3 separate regions of the Pan troglodytes genome follow, and regions 1 and 2 are each linked to region 3. The links are chromatin contacts, called in public HiChIP or PLAC-seq maps. All regions are on one chromosome and are shown on one strand. The core of a region is the stretch at or near the end of the contact, and the rest is flanking DNA. Distances in the headings are between cores, read along the strand shown.

The links. HiChIP or PLAC-seq counts read pairs in DNA pulled down with a chosen protein or histone mark.
Region 1: an H3K4me3 HiChIP or PLAC-seq map of stem cell-derived excitatory neurons shows a contact between it and region 3, with 7 times the contacts expected there. The contact joins the promoter of RRM2 here to the promoter of ODC1 in region 3. A contact is called at or near these places in 2 of 7 Hi-C or Micro-C datasets (lymphocytes and stem cell-derived neural progenitor cells) and 1 of 1 datasets of contacts at active chromatin or transcription factors (stem cell-derived excitatory neurons).
Region 2: an H3K4me3 HiChIP or PLAC-seq map of stem cell-derived excitatory neurons shows a contact between it and region 3, with 5 times the contacts expected there. The contact joins the promoter of CYS1 here to the promoter of ODC1 in region 3. A contact is called at or near these places in 3 of 7 Hi-C or Micro-C datasets (blood, induced pluripotent stem cells and stem cell-derived neural progenitor cells) and 1 of 1 datasets of contacts at active chromatin or transcription factors (stem cell-derived excitatory neurons).

What each region holds. Positions count from the first base shown.
Region 1 is chr12:112,744,844-112,748,578 of NHGRI_mPanTro3-v2.0_pri, forward strand. RRM2 (ribonucleotide reductase regulatory subunit M2) reads right to left here and starts at 1,819. Exons shown (of 12, transcript XM_063790117.1): 1 at 1,526-1,819; 2 at 1,368-1,442; 3 at 895-1,038; 4 at 573-689. The coding sequence starts at 1,804. It overlaps LOC107972466 (a long non-coding RNA gene), which reads left to right and starts at 2,094. Exons shown (of 3, transcript XR_001715119.3): 1 at 2,094-2,205.
Region 2 is chr12:112,788,989-112,792,755 of NHGRI_mPanTro3-v2.0_pri, forward strand. CYS1 (cystin 1) reads left to right here and starts at 1,348. Exons shown (of 3, transcript XM_001155543.6): 1 at 1,348-3,273. The coding sequence starts at 2,956.
Region 3 is chr12:112,414,126-112,417,688 of NHGRI_mPanTro3-v2.0_pri, forward strand. It overlaps ODC1 (ornithine decarboxylase 1), which reads left to right and starts at 1,363. Exons shown (of 12, transcript NM_001279911.1): 1 at 1,363-1,512. LOC112208261 (small nucleolar RNA SNORA42/SNORA80 family) reads left to right here and starts at 2,291; the gene lies at 2,291-2,426.

The DNA.
Region 1 (3,735 bases), core at 569-3,068, 330 kb after region 3:
AAGGAGGGAACAGAGCCGGGCGTGGTGGCTCACGCCTGTAATCCCAACACTTTGGGAGGCCAAGGTGGGTGGATCACCTGAGGTCAGCAGTTCGAGACCAGCCTGGCCAACATGGTAAAACCCTGTCTCTACTAAAAATACAGAAATTAGCTAGGCATGGTGGCGCACGTCTGTAATCCCAGCTACTCATGAGGCTGAGGTTGGGGAATCGCTTGAACCCAGGAGGCGGAGGTTGCAGTGAGCCAAGATCACACCACTGCACTCCAGCCTGGGCCAGAGTGAGACTCTGTCTCAAAAAAAAAAAAAAAAAAAAAAAGAGGGAGCAGATGTGGTGGCCACAAGGAGTCATCACATTGCTACCACTTAATATTGTCTCAGCTTCTCTAGAGTCAGGAAAATACCATAAGAAAGACCTGCAAAGTGTTACAAAACAGGAAATGCCATGTAATATAAAACCCAGCTTACACACACAGATGCACTCAGCATGGAAAAACGTACAAGACGAGGAAAGCGAACTAGTTCGACCTCAGATCGTCAACGTCAAATGAATGAAAGATGTTTTGGAAACTCACCAAGTTTTCATTTACTATGCCATCGCTTGCTGCAAAGAAAGCCAGAACATGGGATATAAAATATCTCTCCTCGGGCTTCAGGGATTCCCAGTGCTGAATGTCCTTGGAGAGGTCCACCTGAGGTTCGGAAGTCACAATTTTAGCACAAAAGGAAGAGAGTAAAGCCTACAGGACTCACACTGAGCACTCAGACTTTAAGTATGCTGGCACCACTCACTATGCCCCACAGTTAGCCCCCCTTGCCAACGGGAACCTCCAAGTGCATTTATGTCTGAGGCGTCACGGTCACCCCTGCAGGGGTCTTCTGGGGTCCTCCGATTACCTCCTCGGCGGTCCAGAAGGAAGCCTCTGCCTTCTTATACATCTGCCAGATATCATGGTACTCGATGGGGAAGATGACAAAGCGGCGGGGGTTTTCTCTCAGCAGCGGCTCATCCTCCACGCCGGGGGCAGCTGCTTTACTTTTCTGTTGGGGGAGAAAATAAAACATTTAAGTACCGGGCGAACCATATGAAACGAACGTTTTTCTGGACCAAGTCCTTTCCATTGGCGGCAATTTCACGGGGCCCGATGTGAAAACGTGGCTGTCCCGTCGCACTCCGTGGGTCGCAGCAGAGGAGCGCACGCCCGAACCGGGAAATGGGCCGAGGGGCGCGGGAGGCCGCCCTGGGGAGGGGCCGCCTAGGCGGGAAAGGAGCCGGCGCGGGAGTGTGAACAGCTGAGGAAACAATGCGGCTTTGGCGCCAAGACGCCCAAGGCCGTCCCTGGCCCCTCTGCCCCACGCCCGCCACTCACCGGCTCCGCGGGCTCCTGGAAGATCCTCCTCGCGGTCTTGCTGGCCAGGACGCGGGTCCCGCTCAGGGCCGGCGGCTGCGGGGAGACGCGTGAGTGAGCGGCGGCTTCGCTTTCCCTGCCTCCCTCCCCTGCCCGCAGCGCCCTCCCCGCGCGCTCACCGTGTTCTCCTTGTCGACCAAGCTGAGCCCCTTCAGCGGCGAGAGCTGCAGCTGCTGCGGGTCCGTGATGGGCGCGAGCGGGACACGGAGGGAGAGCATAGTGGCGGCGCAGCGAAGCAGAGCGAGCGGCCAGGACAGGACGGCTGGGGCTGGGTGCACGGGCGACCCCTCACTCCAGCAGCCTTTAAATCTCCCGCGCCGCGCGCTCCCGGACCTTCCCATTGGCTTTGGTGCCTCGGCCCTTCCCATTGGCTGTGCCATGCCTCCGACCCTTCCCATTGGCTGCGCCTTGCCCCTACCCAGGCTGGCCGCGGGGCCGCGCGCGATTTTCAAGCGCAGCGCGGGAGCCTCCGCCGGCGCCTTCCGGAGACCCCCGGGTACACCCCCGTGGACGCCCCCCGGGACCTCCCGGTTCCCCCCCCCCGGCCCGTCCGCTGGCTGGGTCGAGGGCGCCGCCGCCCAGGCCCCCACAGGTCCCACGGGACCAGGGCCGCAGCCCCTGAGGGTCTCGGCGGCCTTGGCGCGCGCGGGCCCCGGTTCGCCCGGGAACCGTTTAGGATTGCGTGAGGCGCAGCGATTGGAGCCCGCGGGCGCGAGAGGATCCCCGGGCCGCGGCCCCGCCTCCCGAAAGCACCTCCTCCCAGCCGGGCCGCCGCCGGGCAGGGGTCTTAGCCAACGAGGTTGGTGCAAAGGCCTGGAAAACGCTCCTGGGTGCGGGGGAGGCGTTGCTGCGACCCTTTCGATCCGTGTCCCTGGGGTGGGGGTGCAAGGGCCCCGAGGCCTGACATTTTGGCGGGGTGGTCGGCGAGGACCCTACAGCCTAAAAGTTAGGGCCGCTGAGCCCCGCGGCTCGTTTTGCTGGGACAAGCGACCAGGCTTCTTACAGATTCGGTGTCCCCGTGAGTAAAATGGGACTCGTAATCGCGTGGGCTGTTAATGCGGTGAGGAGAGCGTTCGTTGAGATGACTCATGTAAAATGTGCAGTCCTTTGTAAACTTTCAAACTACAGGACATGGAGAGAAGGCCCTTGGTGCAGTTTTCCACAGAAATCCTGTCTTCTGTCAGACCCCTGTCCCCTATTGTCACCCTTGCCTTAAGAATTGCAAACTGTGGCTGGGCGCGGTAGCTCACGCCTGTAATCCCAGCACTTTGGGAGGCCGAGGCAGGAGGATTGTTTGAGGCCAGGAGCTGGAGACCAGCCTGGGCAACATAGTGAGACCCCGCCTCTGCCATTAAAAAGAGAAGAAAAAAAGTTGTTTTAATTGCAAACTGAGCAAAAATTCCTGGGAGAAAGTTCACAGAATGATTTTAGGACTAGGAATTAATGTACTACTCATTGGGCGTCAAATATGCTGAAGAGGAGTTTGAAAACTCCACTGGTGTAGAGACTGGAACTTAGCAATAGCTTTCATTTAATTTTCTATGTGGCTTTCTGATTTGCCAGGCCCTGCAACGGGCAAAATGCCAAAAATAAAGGAAGAGAAAGAAACTTTAAGATCCAAGAAAGAAATCATTAACCTGAGAAAGCTTCAACAGCTGCGCTCAGGGCTGTTATTGAGAGAGACCCGGGACTTTTTTGTTCACAAAGCCTTTTGTAGATAAGATACTTTAAAGAGGGTGGGGTGGGACAGGTACCCTCCCCACCTAGGTCTGTTTCTCTCATTTCTTAAAAGTACTACGGACTTGTAAATCAAAGTATTCTCGTGTTGCAGGAATAAGTGCCCATCACATTCCTTACACAAAGCCACAACTAAAACTTTGGTGTACCATGATTTGTTTAAAGCAACTAGCCATTCATTGCCATTTTCAGCCCAAACACACTAAAGCATCCATCTCCAGGAAATTGGTATTTTTATTGATTACTTTATGGCTGATAAAGCTATTATCTAACAAAATTATAATTTATTGGTGTCATCTCATACTCAACTCAGATTTCAATTTCCCATAATCAGCGTCTAAAACCCTCGTTTCGGTTGCCCTAGGGCGCCACGTGCTTTTTTGCTCCTGTTAAACTCACTGTAACTGAAGTAGTCAGAGGTGGCTTCATTGATAGTTTAGTTCCTGGCCACGTAATTAACATAGCCATTGTAGAAGACGCCGAAAGATGCGTACGTGTTGTTAGAGGCCGGGTGAAGTCGCCATCCCCCCCTCCCGCGCTAAACCTGAGTCATCTCGGCGTGGCCCTCCTCCCCCCAGGTCCGGCAACTTTG
Region 2 (3,767 bases), core at 98-2,597, 370 kb after region 3:
CAGGGAGCTGTGGATATATTTAAACGTGAGTCACGTGACTAGCTTCTATTTCGGCAGAAGCAAAACATGTTTTCCTTTAAATGATTAAACTGAGTGAACTCAAGAAAAATCTTGTTTGCCTCTAAATGCTGTTGTTCTTTGGGGTTTAAAGAGTTTCAAGATGAGATTTGTTTTCTTAAAAACTTATATCAATAGCTTCCAAACGAGACACATCTGTGGACTTAGCGCACCCAAATGACATCTGTGTTTGGCCCCACATCCTACACCTGGATGGTTAAGATGGCACATCAAAAAAAAGGGGGGGAGAGGCCAGGCACGGTAGCTTACGCCTGTAATCCCAGCACTTAGGGAGGCCAAGGCAGGTGGATTACCTGAGGTCAGGAGTTCAAAACCAGCCTGGCGAACATGGTGAAACCCTGTCTCTACTAAAAATACAAAAATTAGCCGGATGTGGTGGTGCGCGCCTGTAATCCCAGCTGCTCAGGAGCCTGAAGCAGAAGAATCACTTGAACCCAGGAGGCGGAGGTTGCAGTGAGCAGAGATCCGGCCACTGCACTACAGCCTGTGCAACAGAGCAAGACTTCGTCTCAAAAAAAAAAAAGGCAGGGGGATCATAAATACTTTCTTTTTAAAATTTTTTTTTCTTTTCTTTTCTTTTTGCTTTTTCCTTATTTTTTGTTTGTTTGTTTGTTTGTTTTGTTTTGTTTTTGAGACGGAGTCTCTTTGGTTGCCCAGGCTGGAGTACAGTGGTGCGATCTCGGCTCACTGCAACCTCCGCCTACCGGGTTCAAGTGACTCTCCTGCCTCAGGCTCCCGAGCAGCTAGGACTACAGGTGCTCTTCACCATGCCCGGCTAATTTTTGTATTTGTAGTAGAGACAGGGTTTCATCATATTGGCCAGGCTGGTCTCGAACTCCTGACCTGAAGTGATCCGCTCGGGTCAGCCTCCCAAAGTGCTGGGATTACAGCCTCATTTTTTTTCTCTTCTTTTTCTTTTCCCTCTCTGTCTCTCCTCTCTTCTCTCTCTCTTTTCTTTTCTTTTCTTTTCTTTTTTTTTTTTTTTTTTTTGAGACAGAGTCCAGCTCTGTTGCCCAGGCTGGAGTGCAGTGGCGTGATCTCGGCTCACTGCAACCTCCACCTCCTGGGTTCAAGTGAGCATGCCCAGCTAATTTTTGTATTTTTAGTAGAGACAGTTTCACCATGTTGGCCAGGCTGGTCTCAAACTCCTCACCTAAAGTGATCTGCTCGCCTCAACCTCTGAAAGTGTTGGGATTACAGGCATGAGCCACCACGTCCAGCTAGATTATAAATACTTTCTTGTTCTTTTTTTTTTTTTTTTTTGAGACGAGCCTCACTCTGTCGCCCAGGCTGGAGTGCAGTGGCGCGATCTCGGCTCACTGCAACCTCCACCTCCCGGGTTCACGCCATTCTCCTGCCTCAGTATCCTGAGTAGCTGGGACTACAGGCGCCCGCCACCACGCCCGGCTAATTTTTTGTATTTTTAGTAGAGACGGTGTTTCACCGTGCTAGCCAGGATGGTCTCGATCTCTTGACCTCGTGATCCACCTGCCTCGGCTTCCCAAAGTGCTGGGATTACGGGCGTGAGCCACCGCGCCCGGCCTCTTGTTCTCTCTTAATAATAAAAATAAATGGATGTGAATCTGAGTCCCATTTTTATTCCATTTTCTTAGGCATATGTTTTTTAATGTCTACTCCTGAAGTGATAAAATAGTAAAATATCAAGTCTGTAGTTGGGAAAGTTTAGCCGAAATTCCATTTTCACAATTATTCTGGAATCCAATCAATCAGGATAAAAGTTAACGTCAAGTCAAGATAGGTGAGTTAAACCCAGGACTTCTGAATTGCCCTGTCTTGGAAAGGCTGGAATTTAAAGTTGCGGGAGGTGGGCAAGGGAAGGAAGTAATCACATTTAAGTAAAACACAGAACCAACCAACAGGAAGGCTCGCTGGGTTTGAATTCGGCAGCTTTGGAGTGTTTTCTACTCTGGGTTGTGGTTAGTTCACTTAAAAAGAAAAGCGGTTAAGGAAAAAAAAAAATTCCGAGACCAAAAGCTAGACTTATGACCACCACCTAGGTATTTCCTTTTGCTTCTTTCCTGTGGCGGGGGGAGGGCGGGGTGGGGGTTGCTTTGCCTTTCTCCTTCATTTTCAAAGTTTTTCTTTCCCAAAAGTGGTGACTATTTGGAGGTTTTGATGAGGCTCAACCTTCACACATCCAGTTTCCGCTGGGGCAACAGAGGGAAGGAGAAGGCCGGAGGGGGCTGTTGGTGCCCGGAGGATCGCCCCTTCCCTCCCGAGGCGTCTTAGGCCTGGCGGACACTGAAAGGTCGGGGCGCACTGACGGCCGGACCTCGCGAACGCAGCGCGCGCAGCCCTCAGGGTCTTCCCCTGCCCACCCCGCGCATCGCTAGGGGGCTCAGGCGCTGGGAAGTCCCCCCAAGCTCCCGCCGCCTCCCACGGGCCCGGCGAGCGTCGTCTGGGGAGCGTTTCCATAAATGAACAAACCCAGCCGGGCCCCCCGCGTGTTCAGCAATTCCAGAAGGTCCGGACAGGGCTGACCCGACGGCTGGGAGCGAGGGGACCCGTGGGCGGGAGTGGGGGGACTGTAGGGGGAGACCCGGGAGGGGAGGCCGCGCCCGCACCCGGTGCTCCTCGCCGGGGTCTCGGGCCCGCCCCTCCCTAGGGCCGGTGTGCGCCCCCTCGGCACGCCCATGCAGCCCCTGCCTCGCCCGCCCCTCCCCAGGCTCCGGCTCGCACCCCCGTCCTCGGGCCGCGACCCCCCGGGAACCCTAGCCCCTGGCCGCGGCCGCTTCCCGGGCCTCGCCCCGCGCCTCCCCCTGCAGCCCGCCCCGGCCGCACCCCCTAGCGTCCCCGCCCCCGGCCGCGCCCCCTCACGGGGGCCCCCTCGGCGGTCCGGGAGGCGGCGGGCGCGCCATGGGCAGCGGCAGCAGCCGGAGCAGCCGGACTCTGAGGCGGCGGCGCAGCCCCGAGAGCCTCCCTGCGGGGCCCGGAGCGGCAGCCCTGGAGGGCGGGACCCGCCGGCGGGTGCCGGTGGCGGCGGCCGAGGCCCCGGGGGCAGCCGCGGAGGAGGCGCCCGGCCGCGACCCCAGCCCCGTGGCGCCCCTCGACGGCAGGGACGAGACGCTGCGCCTGCTGGACGAGCTGCTGGCCGAGTCGGCGGCCTGGGGCCCCCCAGAGCCCGCCCCGCGCCGCCCAGCCCGGCCCCGACCCACCGCGGTCGCGGGGAGCGCGGTGAGTGTGGGAGCCGCAGGGCCTCGGGGGACGGCGGGGACCCCACTCACCGGCCGCGCGTCCCTGCCCCAGCCCTGGGCGCCGGTCGCGCTGCGCCCCCTTCCAGCCTCCGACCTGCGTGCTCCCCGCTGCCCCGGCCTCCCCGCCCCTGGGCCCCCAGGTTTCCTCCCTCTCTGCCCCGTCTCCGGGTCTGTGTCCAGGCCTGGGGGCGATCGCGCTGGGAGCGGCCGAGGAAGGACACCCCTAGGCGGAGCGCGCCGGGCTTCCGGCTCCCCTCGGGCCCGCGGCCCCGCCTGGCCTTCCCGGGCCGCCCTGGAGCGGGGCGCCGGCGGTGGTGGCACGGCAGCCAGACGGTGGCTCAGAAGCGCCCTGCCGCGCCCACCGGTCCAGATCCTTGCCTTGCTGGGCAGGCAATTCTCATGTTACTGCTATTTTTAAGATGCTGCGGAATCTCTTTTGCGCTTCCTATTCTCTCTCCCTGAATACTCGTAATA
Region 3 (3,563 bases), core at 113-2,612:
ATCCGGTAAAGCAGAGGGTAGTGGGCGGCTTGGAGACTCAGGATCCGGCTCCCCTCACGCTCCTGGCTGAGTCCCTGGCTTCACAGGGGAAACTACCTCCGCAGGCCAGGACCCATCTAGTTACAGGATACCTCGATGTTACAAAGACGAGGCTTCCAGCGCGGGGGCGTGGAGGCGGCTGCTAGCCCTGCCCGCAGCGTGCTGGCGACCCCCGGGATGCCCCTTCCCTCCCGCGCCTCTGCTCCCTAGCTGGTGGGAGCAGAGCGGCACCGGGATCACTTCCAGGTCCCTTGCACCGGAGCAATGGGCGGCAGCAGGGTCCGGAGTAGGCCCGGCGGGGCCCACGTGGCCAGCACATCGGTCCTCCGCTCGCGATTTCCCTTTTCCGCTCTCGGGCACGAGGTACTGAACGCCAGGTGTAAGCACAGCTGTGCAGCTACAGGCTCTGCCGTTCAGCTGCCGCGGGCGGGGGCCGGGGCCTGCGGCGTCGTGCGCGTGCGCGGACCAGTTCCAGGCGGGCGCGACCGCCGCAGGGCGGGGCGGGGCGAGGCGGCCGCAGGGCGGGGAGGGCGGGGCGCGAAGCCGGGGGCGGGGGCCACGCGTGGGGCAGGCGGTGCTCGGCTCGGCTGACGTCGGCCCGCCGGCGCCCCACCAGCTCCGCGCGGGCCCGGGTTGGCCACCGTCGGGCCCCCGCCCCTCCCCCGGCGGTGTCCCGGCCGGAACCGATCGTGGCTGGTTTGAGCTGGTGCGTCTCCATGGCGACCCGCCGGTGCTATAAGTAGGAAGCGGCGCGCCGTGGGGCTTTGTCAGTCCCTCCTGTAGCCGCCGCCGCCGCCGCCCGCCGCCCCTCTGCCAGCAGCTCCGGCGCCACCTCGGGCCGGCGTCTCCGGCGGGCGGGAGCCAGGCGCTGACGGGCGCGGCGGGGGCGGCCGAGCGCTCCTGCGGCTGCGACTCAGGCTCCGGCGTCTGCGCTTCCCCATGGGGCTGGCCTGCGGCGCCTGGGCGCTCTGAGGTGAGGGACTCCCCGGCCGCGGAGGAAGGGAGGGAGCGAGGGCGGGAGCCGGGGCGGGCTGCGGGCCCCGGGTCCCGGGCACCGGGCACGTGTGCGGCGCGCCTCGCCGGCCTGCGGAGACACGTGGTCGCCGAGCGGGCCACGACCTTGAGGCGCCGCTTCCTCCCGGCCCGGGGTTCTCCCGCGGCTGGATAAGGGTGATTCGGGCGCCTCGTTCTGCCCCCGTCTTCACAGCTCGGGGCTGGAGGGGCCTAGGGGAGACCCACCCGGAGACCCTGCGGCCCCGCGCCGGCCTCTTTCCCAACCCGTCGGCGGCCGCGCGCTGGCCGGGGAGCCGTTGGGGAGGCCCTGGCGGCCGCGCAGCAGGTGCAGGGGCGCAGAGCCCGGGCTCGCCTTGGTACAGACGAGCGGGCCCCGGCCTTGGCGCCTTCAGTTTCCTTCCAGTTTTTATTTTCGCTGTGTCTACAGAGCAGATGACACCAATTTGGAAACCCGCGAGAGTGGGTAGAGCTAAGATAGTCTTGCTGTAGTAGCTGTGATATTAGATGCTCGGCCATGACTTAGAGGTGTTTATTTAAGGACTGTGAATGACTCGGTGATTTCGGAAAAGCTTGGCTTAGATGAACGGACATACACAGGGGAGACAGCCCTAAGGTTTGCAGAAAAGGCTGATTGTGCTGTTTGCGAAGTCGAAATAATTGGTGAAAGTGTAGAAGGCAGAACCTCTCAGGAATGTCTGGGGAGGACAAAGAATGTGTTGGCTGACTTTGTTTAAACATAAAATTGGGCAGACTTTAATTGATTTGTGAAATTTTTTTCAAAGTTTGTTTGAATTAGCCCCTATCTCTTCTAACATTATCCTCTTGTGCTAATTGATTGACCATTTTAAGTAACTTAGCTGTTACAGAAAGACCGAAAGGTGTTCTTCAGTAAAGTATATTTAAGTAAGTTACTTAAGTAACGCCTTAAAAGATACAGAAAAGCAAAAAAGTGTTGGCGTATTAAAAAGAAATCAAAACTTTCCAAGTTTAGGCCTGAACACTGCCTTAAAAATATTTAATAAGGCCTTAAATGACCCAGTTCGTGACTGCATGAGCCTATTTATTATTAAATTGTAAATATTCTTCATATAAACAAAAATATATAACCATGTCTGTAACAAAAATGGTTTTGCTAGCGTTGTTACTCTCTTCCCTTCTCCGAGGGGTGATTTAGGCAACTTCGGAGGTTGACAATGCCAAGCAGTCACAATAGATAGAGCTTTAAAGCAAATTCTATGCATGGGTTTGGATTTATGACAGGCCCGTCACCCTGGGCCTGTCATAGTACCCCATGCCAGAGCAAACTGTGTCCCCGAACCATTGCCTGGCCTCTGTGCCCGTAGGCTGCTGGCACTGAAGTGGGTTGCACAGTGGAAAAGAAGAAAGCTCTACCTGGCAGAAATTTTTAAAGGTTAAAATAAATAATTTTAAGAAAGCTGGTTCACAAGGTGCCACATTTGATGAAAGCAAAATACAGTGGCTTTTATTGTTACTAGAGTGATGTTCTTGCTTGTTTTTCTTACTGGTGAAGTTAGCCCCAAATTATTCTCATAGCTAAGCAAATACGAGAGTGACTGTAAGGACAGTTGGCATTCCCGGAATTGCTAAACTTGGTAGGCAACGCTGGTTTAAGAATACTGAGTTCTAGCCAGGCGTGGTGGCTCACGCCTGTAATCCCAACACTTTGGGAGGCTGAGGCAGGCGGATCACCTGAGGTCGGGAGTTGGAGACCAGCCTGACTAACATGGAGAAATCCCATCTCCAGTAAAAATATAAAATTAGCCAGGCCCCGGGTGTGGTGGCACATGCCGGTAATCCCAGCTACTCGGGAGACTGAGGCAGGAGAATCGCTTGAACCCAGGAGGCGGAGGTTGAGGTGAGCCGAGATCATGCCATTGCACTCCAGCCTGGGCAACAAGAGTAAAACTCTGTCTCAAAAAAAAAAAAAAATACTGAATTCTGATCAGGTAACAGCAACTGTAATACAATGTGATAAGTTGACTTGAAGATTACAGTTTTTAAGAAGTATATACCCAGCTAATACATGAAAATTAACTCGTAAAATCTCAAATGCTCCAGACATTTCCATGATGCCTGTTGGTCAGTAAAAATCATTCTAAGACTTAGTGGAAGTAGGAAATGTTTGTATGGCTGTGTATAAAGGCTATAATGTAATCCCAGCACTTTGGAAGACCGAGGGGGGTGGATCACCTGGGGTCAGGAGTTTGAGACCCGCCTGGACAACGTGGTGAAATCCTGTCTCTACTAAAAACACAAAAATTAGCCGGGCATGGTGACAGGCGCCTGTAATCCCGGCTGCTGGGGAGGCTGAGACAGGAGAATCGCTTGAACCCGGGAGGCAGAGGTTGCCGTGAGCCAAGATTGCACCGCTGCACTCCAGCCTGGGTGACAGCGTGAGACTCTGTCTCAAAAAAAATAAAAAAGTCTATAATGCTATTTTAAGTTTCTAAGGAACTGAAACTGCTCTGAAATAAATCAGACCATTATAA